Regions from separate parts of the Zea mays genome. Here region 1 is linked to region 2. The links are chromatin contacts, called in public Hi-C maps. All regions are on one chromosome and are shown on one strand. Each heading gives the region's core, a stretch centred on a gene start, on an enhancer-like site or on the middle of the called end of the contact. The rest is flanking DNA. Distances are from core to core; before and after follow the strand shown.

The links. Hi-C and Micro-C count contacts between places; a contact is called where the count stands out from the background.
Region 1: a Hi-C map of leaf shows a contact between it and region 2, with 6 times the contacts expected there. The contact joins two enhancer-like sites. A contact is called at or near these places in 3 of 25 Hi-C or Micro-C datasets (ear, leaf and tassel).

What each region holds. Positions count from the first base shown.
Region 1 is chr6:67,719,132-67,722,189 of Zm-B73-REFERENCE-NAM-5.0, reverse strand. No RefSeq gene overlaps it. Among protein-coding and RNA genes, the nearest start is that of LOC100277773, 23 kb to the left of the region's middle. Within about 2 kb of position 1,634, at least 17 of the 20 cell types and tissues checked have an H3K27ac peak or open chromatin away from gene starts, as enhancers often do. A contact at or near this core is called in ear, leaf and tassel, where this site is marked.
Region 2 is chr6:67,523,782-67,526,748 of Zm-B73-REFERENCE-NAM-5.0, reverse strand. No RefSeq gene overlaps it. Among protein-coding and RNA genes, the nearest start is that of LOC103629382, 61 kb to the left of the region's middle. Within about 2 kb of position 1,653, at least 19 of the 20 cell types and tissues checked have an H3K27ac peak or open chromatin away from gene starts, as enhancers often do. A contact at or near this core is called in ear, leaf and tassel, where this site is marked.

The sequences.
Region 1 (3,058 bases), core at 385-2,884, 200 kb before region 2:
GCCTGCCTTTTGCCTTCTTTGCAGGCAACTAACTGTTCGGTGTGAACAGTGGGTGGAACTACAAGTACGCATGACGACGACATGTATCTAGAAGTTGGAAGAGCGTCATGTGGAAAAGAGACATGGCACCAAACCCCATTTATTTATACTAGAGCTAGCCAAGCATCCAGACCTCTCAAGGCGAGAAAGGCCAGGAAAGAAACTAAAAAAGAAAGGAGACATGCCATGCGCCCACAGAGTCTGTTATCTAGGTCTGAAATAACGATGCCCTTCTCTTGGAAATCAGATTCTAATCCACTCTCATACACACAATAACCTTCTCTCTATCTATCTCTCAGTGACTGATGTACAAGTCTCTACTCCTGTGTATGGATGGAGACTGCAAGGAAATCTAAGGGTTTCTTTCTTCTCCGATCCTCACAACCATTTGATTCTCTCGCTTCTTTTGGATATATGCAACAGGGATGTGTGTGCTTGTCAGCTTGCCATTTGTTGGTGTATATATGTGTTTTCCTAGTGGATGTGACACCAATTATTTTTTTGATAGGCTGCGTGCGTGGCTTGTAGTTTATTCCTTTTTTAATTACTGAAATTCGAAAGATTAAACACAGTTGGAGAGGACTTCTGGTCGCTCGTTAAAAGTAAGATACAAAGTTACAGACAGCAAAAGAAGAAATGGAGAGTGAGAAAGCACTTTATTTGTCAATATATAAATATTTCTAGTAGTCGGCTAACCAGGAGGAACAATCTAGACGAAGCCAAGACTCTGAAGTTCTGAACTTGAAAACGCATGAGTTTGAAACGTCGCTATGCATGGCCAGGTAGGTGGTGGTGTGTGGAGAGCCATGGATGCTGCAGTGTGCATGCAGGACAGTTCCATCCAAAAGCCACTAAAAGCAGGTCCAATGGTGCTTTCAGTTTTGCACTGCGAGAAAGTCAGCTTTTAGAAAAAGCTGCTTTCTGGATCCAGCCCTTTGGTTTGGCTTTTGGCTTTTAGGGGGCAAAAGCCAAAGCCAAAAGCCAAACCAAACACACCCTAAGTCCAGAGTCATCCCTCCTGTTTTGACATCCTCCTTCCTGGATGGGCATCTGTGTTTTCTCCATCGGTGGCAGACGCTGAGCCATCAGGATGTTGAGGTTCTTGGCAGGGAGGGCTTCTCCAAATGATGGTGATGGATACTGGAGAGCAAGAAAAGTAAGCAGGAAGGGACACAACACAAGTGATGGGTGCTAGTTGATGAAAAGAAATGGCTCGTCTTTTTTTTTCACATTCGTTTTGGATGCTGGGGTGCTGGTGGAGCTCCTCTAGGGCCCAGCCCAAGGAGGCTCCAGGGTCCAGCCCACGCTGGTAACTGGCCCAAATAATACTACCGCCTTGTATTACTAAGTATTATATCTGCCTTGTATTACTAAGTATTATATCTTAAACACTTGTGCATGGACGCGGGGTGCTGAGTGCATCTTGGCTAATAAAAGGTGTTCGGTCAAACTGTCAAAATTCGCCCACAAAAACACGTCAAACAGTTTCAAATTGTTGGCGTGCTTTTTGCTAAACACCAACGATATCTAGAGCCTGCTCGCAAGGAACAGGACCTTGAGGTCCTCTCTACCGAAGCGCGGGCCGTTCATGTGCATCGGATCGTCTCTGCTCTTCTCTGCAGCGCATGAACTGTACATGTGTAGATAGCGGACCGTCCACGATAATGTAGAGGGCTTTATATAGAATTTAGATCTCGTCTCCTAGAGAGATCCCGTCGAGGAGAAAAGATCGTAGGATTGCTTCAGTGTTGATAGGTCATCCAAAGTGCCTTTAGACGACATACCGAAGAGAGGTGAAGATTGATGTTGGGGAACTATAACTAAAGCTAAACCATGACTAGACTACTTCTAGATCTAATGCATAAGGTAAATTTGGTTTGATAGATCGATTGTTGGTTGCTTTAATCAACGGTACCCCTTTATATATATAAGGTATAACGGGAGCCCTGTGCTTCCAATAGTTAAAGGAAGCCCAGGCCGACCACCCTGCAACGTGGTTCAACCCAGCGCGTCGACTCAACCAGGCTGTCGGGTGTGCCACCCGCCCCACGTTTGTGCGCGCAAAAAAGGAATGCATGCATGAGTCAAACACGTTCCCTTGCATGCGCGTAAATTTAGGAAAGATATGTGTGACATTTTCTATTTTTAAATGTTTTATTTTCTCCATAAATTTAAGATCGCTGCAATAGTCATGCAGCTAGACTCGTAAGGACCATTTTATGATATAAACTGATACTAAGGCCCCCTTTGGCAGGGCTCTCTCGGTGGCTCTTTTTCTGGCTTTTCGTGAAGCCGTACCAAACGGTTTTAAAAAAACGGCTCCTCACCAAGAGCCATCAAAGAGCCAGAGCCGTTTTTCTATTGGGAGCCGAAGCACGAGAAAACAAGCTTCTACCGGCTCCTTCTATCCGGCACACAATAATGTTTGATGAAATTACAGTCTCTGCCACCGTCTCCTCGTGAGAAGCTGTTTTGCCAAATGAATTACAAAACGGCTCTGGCTCCTCTAGAGAAGCTAAGAAGCCAGAGGAGCCAGAGCCAAAGCCGTTAGGAGCCCTGCCAAAGGGGGCCTAAATATGCTACAATGTGTAGATAATTATGCAATTTGGTATAGTGCATAAAAATCTGTTAGCAGTTGCATGTGCACGAATTTATGATGGAAAGAATGTGCAATGAAAGGAAATGAATTGCACGCATAGAAACAAATAATCGTATTTAATGTTTTATTTCTTCATAAATATAGGATCTCTCCAACAGCCATGTAGCTAAACACATTAGAACTAGTTTATGATATATACTGATATAAACTATACTACACGGTGTAGGTATTTATGCAATTCGGTATACTGCGTAAAAAATCTGGCATGTTGTTCACTGGTGGACGCATCTTCGGGTTGGAGCGTAAAAACCTTAAGTTTTGAGTATAAAATCCCTCAATTATAAACGTAAATACCGAGCTAATGTGAGAGGTTGATAGCTCTAGTAGGTTGTTATTACGGTCTTATTTTTATGGCAGATC
Region 2 (2,967 bases), core at 404-2,903:
ATTAATCCATGGAGTATGAGCCCTACTCTATGTAGCAAAGTTAAAGATCATCTGAAGGAGAGAAAGTTTCATGCAGAGAGTTGGCATGTTACTGTGTAGGATTTAGAGAAAAAGGGGTGGCAAAACCCTCTGTCAGACTTTATGTGGTGTTGTTTCAGATTTCTGAAACTGAATTTTTAGTGAAATGTGGCTGACGTTTAGACACCATAACTTGTGATACATGTAGTTTGGATCCTAGATTCTTGTAACAAACTTGAAAAGCCTTAGTTAGTGAACAAGTTTGATTATAGGGGACTGGTCTGTCCTTAATAGGAATGGGGAGAAAGGGGGCTGAATAGGGAGGTATGCAATAGGATACTATGACTGATGAAGTTGAATCAAAATTTGTTGGAAACTAAAGAAGAATCTCCTTAATGTGGTGTTATTTTGTTGATTAGATGGAGATATGCATGAAGTGCATGACTCAGGTTCTAGATGTGTTACTCTGCACTATAAATATCAATTTTGGACTGTTTTGGAGCAGTGAGCTAGGGACAGCAGAATCCCTGTTGGTTTTGTTTGCTGAAAACTGATATTTAGGATGAACTGGACAACAAATTTAGTAGCCTCTTCCATGTACGAAATATCAAACCTTGGATCCCTTTAGTGCTTATCCACCAATGGGTTCTCAGCTGCCTTTTCCTGTCTGCAGTTGAGACAAAACGGATATTATGGTGGTGTGAGACAAACCAAATTCATTGTATTTGGGCTGTGATGTGAACCTACGTGATAGTAGTGCATGAGAGCCATATATTGGAGTCCCTGTGGTGTTGGCAACTTGGGAAAGCATTTCTTCACTGCATGGTTGCCAAATCTTGTGACACCTGCCCTGTGCCCTTTGTTAGAGGCTATAAAACTTGGTACCAGTGAAGTTCTTCTCCCTGACCTTGAGCTCTACACATAGATCACTGCAAGGAGTGTGCAGTCCTGTGTTCATGCTGGAGTTACCCTCTCCTTTGCCACAAAGTTGAATTGTCCAGAACCAAGAACGCCAGCCTCTATGTGGTGACCAAACCCAGCAAGTCACTGACCTCACCGTGGCCAGGTAATTACAGAGGGTTTCTCAACCGTGCTACGCTTGTTCTGAGATCTCTACTGGCCAGTGAAGCTCACGCAACTCAGCTTTTGAACTCTACCATTGTCAGGTGACCGAAACAAGGGTTGCACCGCCACAGATCGGCGCCTTGAACAGCCTCGCCGTGGACCGACCAGCGGGTGTGTTCCCCGAGTAATTTCGCGCAAGCACCAAGGTTATGGCGAGTCCCTGTTGCTCTCTATGCTTTTGATTGGAACTCTACCATTACAGTGTCTCGGGATCGGGCGCGCCGAGTCGGGTGTGCCACTGGTGTTGTGGGCAGTGAGGTCTGGTGCTTGGCGCGGGGTGAACGCTTCGTGGTCAATCCGGGTTAGTCGGGGACACATGTTACTAGCGATTAGAAGACGCCTGAGGTCAGCGCCGTCGCGGCCATGATCGCCGGATTGTCGGAGTAAGGCGGCCGTGTCGTGGATGGGAGATTGTAAATGAACCGAAACCGAAGGGTCTAAACGTGATGGTCAGCGAGACAGACCAACAGTGGATCGGGGGTGGGTTGATTTCATCGGAGCGCGGGGTTCTCTGTGCAAGTTTGCCAGCGCGGGAGCGGGCTGTTGACCGCGGGCCGGTTGTGCCTGGGGTTTTGGGCCACGCCAGTAGTTTGGGTCCAAAACTGTTTAAAGTTTTGTTTTTCTATTATCAGAAAGTTTGGAAATGTTGGCAAAGATTGTTGAAAAGTCCAAAAATAATGAGACCAATTTCATTAGGTGTATAAATTCATGGGTTCTCTGGTAAAAATAGTTTGAGATTTTTGGAGCAATTATCAAATCTTAAGAGAATTTAATAGTGCTCTTGGAGGGTGTAAATAAATTTTAGAAATAAGAATATAAGACCAAATATTATGAAAAGTTTTGGAGAACTTTGTTAGCACCATATGAGTACTTGGTAAAAATTGGAGGCTGTTTGGAAGCCATTTTCTCAGAAATCCTTGTAAAGTCCCTAATTAGAATAATTAGAAATCCATAATCACCTGTGGATTAAAAATTTAGAAGAAGGAACAAGTTTAACAAGGGAAACCTGATCTTTGGACAAGAAGCAAGAGTGCCTATTGAGATCTAATCTTGGAGTAAGTATAATGTGTCCTAGCCCATGGATGGTTTAAGCTTGTAGTTGTAGCTTATGGAGTTCAGAGAAAGAGAGATGAATCCCTGCTTAAGTCATATATAAAGTATGTGTATACTTGTCATGTGCTTTAGTTTGTAGTGTTTCTGTTCCCCACCTCTCCTTATGAGAGTTTGCATTTCATACCATTACATAAGCATTGATATATTTGTAATTGACTTGTAGAACACCTAGAAGAAGTGATGTTCGAAGGAGAAGTCTACTCCAATGTCTGCTCATCAAGTGGATGGAGCTGTCTAACTCAAGGTTGGGTAGAAGGATCTAGAATCTCTTCTCTGCAACAAAGGAAAGCCTCGGTGCATTTGTCCATTTCCTTGTTTTTTAAAAAAGACTTTTATACACTTTAAGTCTAGTGAAATGTGCATTAAGTTTATAGGAATTGCTTGGAAACTATTTGATGCATAGACTACCTTGATACACATTCCTGTTATAGATACTTCTTTGGAAGTATCAAACATTTTTTACAAATAGTGTTTGTCCTTTGCACTAATGCCTAGCTCAGGGTTTATCCTGAGGAAGGATGGCTCTACCTACAAGAATATTTTCACCTGGATCATGGGGAGATGTAATGCAAGGTTCCCTGTGACGTTTTAATCATCCTAAGATACACAAATAAGTCCAAAGGATGAAAATACTTAAATCGAAACTTGGGCTAGGAACACATGATGTTCTGCCCAGGTTGATTAAGGATTATAGGAAATGTAGGCTTGATG